3 separate regions of the Hordeum vulgare genome follow, and all the other regions are linked to region 2. The links are chromatin contacts, called in public Hi-C maps. All regions are on one chromosome and are shown on one strand. Each heading gives the region's core, a stretch centred on a gene start, on an enhancer-like site or on the middle of the called end of the contact. The rest is flanking DNA. Distances are from core to core; before and after follow the strand shown. Region 1 holds the start of LOC123430298 (psbP domain-containing protein 2, chloroplastic). Region 2 holds the start of LOC123426764 (kinesin-like protein KIN-7E, chloroplastic). Region 3 holds the start of LOC123426762 (zinc-finger homeodomain protein 8-like).

Region 1 (3,621 bases), core at 103-2,602, 250 kb before region 2:
TGCTGAAAGAAACTAAAAACATTTCAAATTGTATTGGAAGAAGATCATTGTAACCTTTCATAACTCTTTTTACAAATCACCGTAAAGAAGCTTATGTTAGGGTCGAAGTTTGTATGAACAAGAAAGGGAGACATACATGATACATCCCCTGTTAAGAGAAAGAAACTATACAGAATCAAAGGAATGAAGGACTTCCTCGAAAACAAGTCTAGTGTGCTTGTCCAAGGGCTTCTCCTCAGTATCAGAATAGGCTACATTGAGCAGATAGAGCTTTCTGGAAGCAACAAACGCTGCCGAGAAGATCCGCTTCATCCCTCCCCTGGTGCTATCCAGTGAGTACTCGATTTCGTACACTGTCAAGCCATCATGGCCCGATCTCTCTCCGGTAGAAATCACCTCTGCAGATTTGGTACTTTCCTGAATCAAGGGAAAGGTTTCAAACCAACTGCCAATACTAGCACTGAACTTCTCCAAAATGTGGGCACTGAATCTTTATCGCCGGTCATAATAAGAAGCAACAAAAGGAGCTCAGTTTGCACCTTATACTACACAGCCTATAAGCAGTTCATCTAAGTGGAGCGCGTAAAAATAAGATTTCTAAATGTAGCAATAAGTATGGGGCTGGCAAATGGCAATGCCCCTACACACATTTACCTTTTTCTTCTCTGCCTGTAGAAGCCTTTCTGCGACGAACTGCGGTGTACCGAAATCCGTCAGTGAGGAGAGGCGGACAGGGTTGACGACGACCCCAATATTGTTGCTCCCCTTCCCCTCTTGCTGGAACAGCGCCGTCGCGCCCGCCTTTTCCACCTTCCCCAATTACACAACAGCGTCACACGATTCAGAGCTCCAATCCACGAACCTAACGCGTCAAAATGCACAAAGCATCCTAGGATGATGCATCAAATGAGTGTTTACGCTAGGTTGCAGCGCCACGTCGCCACAGAGCTTCATACCTTGGGCCATGAGGCCGGCTTGAGGAGGGTGAACCCCTGGTCCTGGTCAGTGTACCGTTCCAGCTCCAACGCTGGTGCGCCTCCTTCTCCTTCCCCGACTTCTGCCTCCGTTTCCGATGCCGAGGCTGCCGGGAGTTGGGGTGACGAGGCGGGGAAAGGGAGGGCGGTGAGGAGCAGCGAGGCGGCGGAAACGGCCCTCCTGGTTAGGCGCGGAGGAGGGGAGGAGATGTCGCATTTGGGCGCAATGGTGCGGGGCGGAGGCCGGCGCTGGGCGCGGCCGGCGAGCTTCAGCGGCGGGCCGTGGCGAGGGCTACCGACGAGTGGCATCGATGGAAGTAGATTTGTACACAGAGAAGCTTTCGCTCGCGGCTATGGCCGCCTCTGCCGCTCAGTTTGTTATCGCCATTCGACGCTGGCTGTGGGCCCACCTATGGAGGAAAATGCGCGTGTACAATTACAACTTTTGTCAATAACCAAACATTTTTAAACCAGTCCCTCATACATACACACATACACTAATCTCTATGAACACACATCTCCTAATCCTATGATCATCTTTAAAAGATTGAGCCGACACATAGTCTTGAGATTGACGAAGTCGCCGCACACAATTTTATAGTCGGAAACGTCTCCTTCCACAATACACATCGCGTGAAGGTCTAAATAAATTCAGAAAAATGCAAGCGCACGTGCCATGTCTAGGGTTTGAATTCTGGTTGGTTGGGGAATCACCGTCCTTCTTTTTTTAGAAAAGGTGGTTAATCTTCGGCTTGTGCATCAATTGATGCATACGGCATTTTATTAAACATAGAGCAAATATTTCATGAGTCGATTACAAGTTCATGCGAAGGTGGAGCATAAAGCGTCATAAAAAGAGATGAAAAGGCCACAACCAGGGAAAATAGGGACCAATGACTAAACATCTATCCTATTATTAAACCGACATCCAAACCTATTGAAGATAACCCGAGCTACCATCTCTCATCGGACAGACTCAGTAACCAAAGGATCCCTCGCTCCCGCATTAGTTAGTAACGACCACGTACAGATCCATGTAGTGGGTCAGAAGATGACCTACAAAAAAATTGTATTTGTATGTCTGTTAAAAACTAAATCATTCCTGCAGTTTCAAATCGACCACAACGAAGCGCATACTCCTATACGGATATGTTGTGCCAAGCTAGGGTGCATCCCTGTAGCCACGTCCCAAATAACGTATGTATGCTACGAGGAGGGTTAATATTAAAAGCTATTTGAAGAGAACGCCGTACAATCCTAGCCAACGGACAATGAAGAAAGAGGTGTTTGATAGTTTCATTTGATCACAAAAACTACATCTCCTATTACCATCCTAATCACGTTTAGCCAAGTGATCTTTCGTTAGAATCACCTCCTTGTGAACAAACCACATGAAGTCTTTGATCCTTAAAGGAACCTTGACCTTTCAAATATGTAAAGAGTTTGGGATTGGGCCCGAGTCTATGAGATATAAATACATAGATTTGACCAAAAAGACTTTATTCGCACTTAACTTCCATTGAAGTCTGACAGCCTCACATGAAAGTTGAATGTCCATCGACCTTCGAACAAGATGCAATCAGGATGCCCATCTATCTCCAACTAGATCTCTCCGGAATTGTATATTTAGAGGAATAGTTTGTAATACTGTAGCAACATAAACTTCCTTACGTTGTGCAATATTATAGAGAGATGGATACTGAGAAGCAAGCGACGTCTCCCCTAACCACGTATCCTCTCAGAATCTCGTCGACTCACCATTTGCAATGATGAATTTAGTCCTTTGGAAAAAAGTTGCCTTCGTCCTCATAAGGCCCTTCCAAAAAGGTGAATCATTGGGTCTGACATATACGTGGGCCAAAGTTTTATTATTGTTGGGGAACGTTGCATGGGGAAAAAATCCTACGCACACACAAGACCTGTCCATGGTGATCGAGGGGAGATCGGATCCACATACCCTTGTAGATTGCTAAGCGGGAAGCGTTGAGAAATGCGGTTGATGTAGTCGAACGTCTTCGCAATCCAAATCGCAAGCCATCCCACGATCTTCGTCCCTATCTAGCGCTGAACGGACGGCACCTCCGCATTCAGCACACGTGCAGCTCGATGACGATCTCCGACTTCTTGATCCAGCAAGAGAGACGAAGAGGTGGCTGATTTATCCGACAGCACGACGGCGTGGCGGTGATGGTGGTGGAGCTACTCCGGCAGGGCTTCGTTGTACAGTATCGAACTAGCTACGGGGCGTCACGAAGTGGTGGAGGGAGAGAGGGATGTGCCTTGGCTTAAGGTGCCAAAAACCTCTCTCACCTCCACTATGTGTAGGTGGGAGGGAGGGGTGGCGCCCTTGGGGAAAATCCAGAGGGTTGGCTCGCGCGCCAAGGAAGAGGAGGAGTCCTCCAATACGGTTTGGAGGAGGAGTCCCCCTTCCCCAATTCGGTTTGCCCCACCTCTCCTTTCCTTCTCCTATTTCGGTCGAATAGGCCTTCTTGGGCTGGCCACCAGCCCACTAAGGGCTGGTGCACCACCCTTGGGCCTATTTGGTTCCTTCCCGGGTGGGTGGCCCCTCTCGATGGAACTCCGGAACCCATTCGTCACTCCCGATACTTTACTGGTAATGCCCGTGAAAGTGCGTTATATCGACTAG
Region 2 (3,517 bases), core at 548-3,047:
TCCCGGCCGGGCGTAAACCAGGAGTAATTTCCATTTGGCGAGCTCCTCCGTCTTTGTCTCCACGGGCAGGCAGAATCTTTGGAGCAGTGATCCATGGAGGGCCTGCCTGCCGGTATCCCTGGACCCGGTCCATCCGTGCGTGCCTACCGGTGGCTTGGAATGGATTGGACCGATCCGTTGGTGGTGGTGGGTGGGCGTCCACCATCCATTCAAGGGAACAGCGCTGGGTAATAAGACATCATCGGGCCAGCAGTGCTGTGAATGAATGAATTAAGAAGGGCGGATGCGCTGTGGTGGTGGCGACGGCCTGCGACGACGGGCGCGCCATTAACTCGGATCGGCCTCACGTGCCCGCCACGTGCCGTGAGCGGCAGGCTCTGTGGGGCGAGCGGAACAACGGGCCAAGCCAAAGCCCAAAACTACAAACCCCAAGGAGAGTGCGCACTCCGCAGGTCCGCGCGTCCGGTCGCTTCCCCTCCGGTGTCTGTAATCCCACTTACCGCTCCCTCCCGCCCAAATCACCCGACCGTTTTTGTTTACCCCTTTTGGCACCGCTGGAAAAAATGAGAAATAGGCATGGCTTGCCTTGAGGTTCCTTATGCTATGTGAGCGATACAATCACTACAATCTTTTATCCATTCCCGTGACAACATACAAGAACGCACGACCTAAAAGGGTTTGTGGTTGTGGATGGTGAATTGTAGGTTTTGGCACTTTTCTTTTGAGATCATAAATGCGGAATTTCGTACATGTTCTTCATTAGTGTATTCACACGTGCTACAATATATGCTTTGACAGGTGGGACTGCACCATTTCGATCGTGTATGGCCATTCTTTTCTTCTTTGCTTGTCATTTTTCTTGCCAGAATCCGCACACCCTCCACATCTCTCCACTGTCCTTCTCTTGACCTCCTCGCCCCATCCTCTTACAGGCAACAATGCATTCGTCCCCTCTATGTCAGCTTGTCTGTGTTTCCTCACATCCAACATTCCAATCCCTTCTTCTAACCCGTGCTCAACCCCTCTCATTGACCGTGGGGGTGGGGCGAACCCTGCTATCGAACAAGGTTCATATGTAAGGGAAGGGAAAGAGAAGAAGGCAGCTAGGGCGTTTGCTGAATATGCCAAGTTGCTCTTATCAATTTCATGGGTTTTGTAAGGCTTAACGTTATTGTATCGTTCAACCAAGACCTTCTAAGGGGTTCGATTGGTATGCAATATTGAGAGGTGAGAAAAGGTAATTTTATTGTTGGGGAAATATGATAATACATGGGTGCACAGATGTCCTGGCAGCTAAAGCATTGACACCTAGATTCAGATTATCCCTTGCGCAAAGGGCATGCTATAATCTCCTTGTTATCAACTCGGGTATTTTAGATGTCATTGACACCATGAAGAAAAGAAGACGTTATGCGGGAGCGGTGACAATTGTTTTTGATGGTTCACTATTATATGGTTGGTGACTTCTTGCACACTACTTTTGAACATTGTAATGGAAGTGAATAAGGTCGCTCATAAGCTTGCTAGGTTGGCTAGATTTTTTACGACTTATAATTGGTCTAAGCAGCCTTTGAATGATATTGTGAAAACGATGTAACTGTTATTTTAAATTAATAAAGTCTGTTTGGCTATTATTGAAAACATTTAGGACCACAAGAGAAAAATAGTTTTAGACTGTGTGATCCAGATAATAGCCGCCGGTAAGCACACCACCGGTGGTCCAACCCCAAAGCCCCCAGAAAAACTTCGGAGCTTTAGACCAAAGTGCCAAAAAGGCGGCACGACCAAATCGACAAACGAGGCCACGGCGACCCAAGCTGGCAAAGCTCCCCTGAGGAAGACGGCGACGACACACCAAAGCAAAGCCCACGAGCCTCCCCCTCCACCCCCACGAGCTCGCGCTCGCGCTCGCCTGCTCCCCACCAAAACCCTAAGCCCCCACCCTGCCCCCCCGCTCCAACCTGAGCTCGGCAATGTCGTCGTCGTCGAGATCGACGCGCGCCAGCATCTCCCCGTTCCGATCCCGCCGTTCGCCTGCGGTGGCGGCGCCCGCGGCGCCTCCGCCGACGAGGACCTCGTCGGGAGGCCGCGCGTCCACCCCGGCCTCCTCCGCGCGGCCCACCACCCCGTCGTCTTGCTCCGGTGGCCGCCCCACCACCCCCTCCGCCGCCTTCGCGCGCCCCGCCACCCCTACCTCCGCGCGGCCCACCACGCCTTCCTCTACCGCCTCCGCGCGGCCGACCACGCCCTCGTCGGTTTCCTCGCGAGCGGCCGGGAGGGCGCCGCCCGCTGCGGCGGTGGACACGTCCAATGCCAAAGAGAACATCATGGTCACCGTCCGCTTCCGCCCCCTCAGGTGCGCTGCTGATTTGTTATCTTTCTGCTACTGAGGACGTGAGGTTCTGGGTTTTGTGCTTATGTGTTTTAAAATTGTTTGTATTTGTTGGTCCGTAGTCCTAGAGAGATCAACAAGGGGGACGAGGTGGCTTGGTATGCTGATGGTGACAACATGGTGCGTAATGAGTACAACCCGAGTATTGCCTATGCTTTTGGTGAGTGTTTTTCAGCCCGTTTCAGCTAATATTACATATTATTACAATGTGGATTGTGGAATTGGTGATGTCAAGGAAATGCCCTCACATGAAACAGAAGGGATTACCATATTTGGGGGTTTCTTTGTGAAATGAGGGTACAATTGTTTGATGACTAAATGCTCTGTTGGGGCATCGAGGTGTAAATGTAACAGATATGCCAGTTCTGTGGTGAGAATGTTGATATATTCTAGTAATAGACCGTCGTCAGTTCCAGCTCTATAGGACGTCTCACCTTTGTCAAGCTTGCTTTATATCATGCAAGCTCAAGAGTGTAATGAGAATGTGTGCTTGTTAGTGAAGTAGCAAACACATGAGTAATGTGCTATTGTTAATCTGAGGTGCTGTTACACCAAAAGGACAGTTAACATTTTTCTGAGAGGTACACGGCAAACATAGCCTCCACATGCTGGTCTGCTATCCGCACCAGGAAATTTATCAGATGCCACATAGCTTCCAGACCGCAGGTAGGCCTTATCGTAGTAAATGTGCATGCGTGAAAGTACCTACAAAGTGCGCGATGCCTAGTTCTTGACCCAAGGGCCGAAACAGCTGGGTTGCCTGCACAACTGCAGAGCTAGCCATCCGAGCAAGGCTCGTCTCGTAAGGTATGCTTGGTTAGTGCCAAAACACGCCCTACCAAAATTATGGCAGCCTATGATATTTTGGCTCTTACTTGGTTGGTTGCCTATGAAATCTCACCAACTCTCCTCGCATTCTCTTCACAAATCTTGCCAATCAAGGGTCAATGAATCTCTAGCCAATATTTTGGATTGCCAATGGGTGGGAAATTTTGGTAGGGCATACTATGACATAAACCAAAAACACCTGTAAAAACAAAGCTAATATCAGTGATCATAACTTCATACTTTACAATTTGTGACATCTGCCAGGTCTGTGTAGTTTGCTGAAACCTACATCTTCTT
Region 3 (3,439 bases), core at 582-3,081, 200 kb after region 2:
CCATGTACACGCCGGAGGGCATGTAGATAGTTGATATCTCCGACGAGTAATATATAGCTGATCTATGTAGCACGTAGGTTTTTTGTCTACATGTTTTTGTATGAATTTAAGAAATTAATACGAAGTGTTTGAATGTAGTTGTGCTAATTTAAGAAGTGTTCAATCAGTTCTTTTTGAATTATTATATTTGTGATGCTTGATAACAGTACTAGTATTAGCGTGAAAATTTTCTACTCCCTTCGGCTCGGTTTACAAGTCATTTTATCAAAATCAAATAATTCCAAAATACTAAAGCGGTATGCATTAACTTTTATCTTATTTTTTGTTTTTTGACATTAATAAAGGAATCAGCCAATAAGAGACGTGGGAGCGTGTATGTTTTTAAAGACTTGAGACTAACTAACACGACATGTAGTGGTTAATTCGTTGCATGTAATGATACTTCCTCTATTCCTAAATATAAGTCTTTAAAGAGGTTTCATTAGTGGACTACATACGTATGTATATAGACATACTTTAGAATTTAGATTCACTCATTTTGTTTTGTATGTAGACTCCTAGTGAAATATCTTAAAAGACTTATATTTAGGAACGGAGGGAGTATTAATTAGCAAATTAACATTAATTTCTCTCTTTTTCCTATTTGTCTTAGTCGTGGTGCACAACCTAAAATGACTTAGGCTACTCCCAATGCTCCATCTTGTACAGGTGCTAAGGCTGCCACATAGATCAAAAATTTGATGTGTCAAGCTAATTAATAGGAAAGAAATGAGTGTGGTAACCGAGAAAGAAACAATGTTAAGCGCCTGAACCTAGGTAAAACGATTAAATAAAAGAAATGCATCAATACATGCACAATTTTAATTGCAAAAACATCAAATAAAAAGGCTTAGCTATAATAAATTAAACAACTATGTGTTAAAGATTTTAGTTGCTAAACTATTTAATGTCTTTAGCATTTTATGTTACCATCAATCTATTGGAAGTGACCGAAACGAAGGAAGGACTACTACTAGCATGGACACCCAAGTTCGAGAAATCCACGCCGACATTTGTGTCACGTGACGTGCCATATTTTCTGTGCCGCGTAATTAAATCAGCTGCAAAGATGGTGATCGTAAATTGACAGAGTAGTAGCAAGATTGGAGGTAGAAGCCCCTGCCCCCGGCAACAGGCACGGGCAGGCAAACACTGGGCACAGAAGATCAGGCAAGATGCCGTACCCCACGGCCGCTTGGGTGGCAGTTAGCCCATACCTCATCTCCCCGTCCGATCGCATCAAGGCCGTCCGTCCGCGGCGGTCCCATCATCATCTGACGCCGAGTAGTACACCACGGCATCCTCACGTGGCGGGCCCGAGCGGTTACTGTTGTGGTAACAATAGTATCCGGCCCCAATGTCGGCTCGACACGTTGCCGCTGTTACTACCCATGGTCGAGTCCCGTCTCACGTGGCGCCTGCAGGCACCCCTTCCCGCTTCCACGTGGCACCGTGCGCGAATGTGACCTCGCCGCCTCGTCAACTAACACAAAGCATAGCATCAGTAACATATACTCCCTCTTTAAACTATTATAAAAGTATTTAGATTACTGTTCTAAATAGTTTACGGAGGAGTACTTATCACTTTTACTGTATCCTAAAAAAGATCACTTCTACTGTACGTAAAATGTTGGTTTTACTGGGTGTACTATACCTATAGTCAAATTAATTCTTATTCTTGTTGTGCGAGGGCCAAAGTCGTCGCATTAATTAATATAAGGAACTAATGCATGTTTCACACCTGATGGTCCGTGGGCGTTGCCGCGCGCAGATAAAAACCCCAAAGCTCCTCTCCTCCTTGGCCGGTGGTCGCTTCTACCGCTGCAGCGAAAGCGATACCTAGCGAAAGCCTTCTCTTGCTTCTTCTAGCAAGTAGCGAGAGTGGTGGTGAAAAGAGCACGGCCACGCGCGAGTGGGTGGTGGGTGAGCGCGTGAGTGGTGGTGGTGGGAGCGAGCTCTCGTGCGGACATGATGGATCACCTGAGCCTGGTGCCCTACGAGGGAGGCAGCGGAGCCGGGGGCGACGCCGGGGCCAAGTACAAGGAGTGCATGCGCAACCACGCGGCTGCCATGGGCGGCCAGGCCTTCGACGGCTGCGGGGAGTACATGCCGGCCTCGCCGGACTCGCTCAAGTGCGCCGCCTGCGGCTGTCACCGCAGCTTCCACCGCCGCGCGGGCAGCCTCACGGGCGGGGCTTGCCCGCCGCCCTTCTTCTTCAGCCCGCCGCCGCCGCCTTCGCACCATCACCCGCCGCCGCACCACGCCGTGCTGCAGGGTTTCCTCCCGTCGGCGCCCCCGCGGCCGCCCCAGCTCGCGCTGCCGTACCACGCCGTGCCCGCGGCGTGGCACCATGCCCTGCTGGACCCCGCGCGCGCCGGCTCGGAGACGCCTCCCCGGGCGGACGACTGCAGCCCCGGGTGCGGGAGCGGGAGCTTCGGGAGGAAGCGGCACCGGACCAAGTTCACCCCGGAGCAGAAGGAGAGGATGCGCGCCTTCGCGGAGAAGCAGGGATGGCGCATCAACCGCGACGACGGCGGCGCCCTAGAGCGCTTCTGCCTCGAGATCGGCGTCAAGCGGAACGTCCTCAAGGTCTGGATGCACAACCATAAGCACCAGCTCGCCTCGCCCACCTCCCCCGCGGCCGGTATCGGCATGGGCATGGGCATGGGCATGGGCATCGGTATCAACCCAGGAGCCCTCGGCACTAGCGCTGGCGCTGGTGCAGGCGCTGGCGCTGGAGTTGGCGTTGGAGCGGGCACCGGCGACGGCGACGACGACGATACGGACGACGACTCGCCTCCACGCGCCGCCGTCTCATCGCCCTCCCCCTCCCCCATCAGCGTCTAGCCGTGCTAGCGCTAGCTAATGAGTACCGAGTTCTTTTAATCGCCAGGGCGTTAGATTTAATTAATGCACTCTCAGTCAGTTGTCAGCAAGCAGCTGGTGTAAACGACCCCTGATCCCCCGCATGCCTCCCCTGCAGCGGCCGTGCCGTACAACGTGGTACCGGACCGAGGGCATATATGTACCCCCACTCTAATTCTAGCTAGGCGCCGCTGTTTGTAGGTTCATTATCTTTCTTGTCTTGCTTTAATCCTAGTACTACTACCAGTGCTAGCCTAGTACTAGCTGCAGTGAGTGACTAATCATCGTACCCCTGTCAAGATTAATGCCGCATTAATTTGCTCCTGGCAGTAGAGTGCGTCGGGATTTGTGCCTGGAAGCTTCTCTAAATTGCAGTTGCAGTGTGTTGGTTTGGTGGTACCCGTGCGGCTTTAGGCTGGAGTGCCACCTCGTAATCGGCCGGCCAGGCCTGCTCTACGCCCTCCTGCCTTGGCCGGTGGTGGCCTGAGATTTTTGTTCCCATTTGCGCCCTCCGGTCCGGCCGGCCGGGCCGAGT

What was found. A called contact is a pair of places that touch in the nucleus more often than the background predicts.
Region 1: a Hi-C map of leaf shows a contact between it and region 2, with 4 times the contacts expected there. The contact joins the promoter of LOC123430298 here to the promoter of LOC123426764 in region 2. A contact is called at or near these places in 3 of 6 Hi-C or Micro-C datasets (leaf and seedling).
Region 3: a Hi-C map of leaf shows a contact between it and region 2, with 2.3 times the contacts expected there. The contact joins the promoter of LOC123426762 here to the promoter of LOC123426764 in region 2. A contact is called at or near these places in 3 of 6 Hi-C or Micro-C datasets (leaf and seedling) and 1 of 1 datasets of contacts at active chromatin or transcription factors (embryo).

The regions. Positions count from the first base shown.
Region 1 is chr2H:482,212,371-482,215,991 of MorexV3_pseudomolecules_assembly, reverse strand. LOC123430298 (psbP domain-containing protein 2, chloroplastic) reads right to left here and starts at 1,352. Exons shown (of 3, transcript XM_045114169.1): 1 at 957-1,352; 2 at 655-810; 3 at 4-417. The coding sequence starts at 1,283. The coding sequence ends at 166.
Region 2 is chr2H:481,964,372-481,967,888 of MorexV3_pseudomolecules_assembly, reverse strand. LOC123426764 (kinesin-like protein KIN-7E, chloroplastic) reads left to right here and starts at 1,797. Exons shown (of 25, transcript XM_045110644.1): 1 at 1,797-2,356; 2 at 2,455-2,552. The coding sequence starts at 1,974.
Region 3 is chr2H:481,767,946-481,771,384 of MorexV3_pseudomolecules_assembly, reverse strand. LOC123426762 (zinc-finger homeodomain protein 8-like) reads left to right here and starts at 1,831. Exons shown (of 1, transcript XM_045110643.1): 1 at 1,831-3,257. The coding sequence starts at 2,008. The coding sequence ends at 2,886.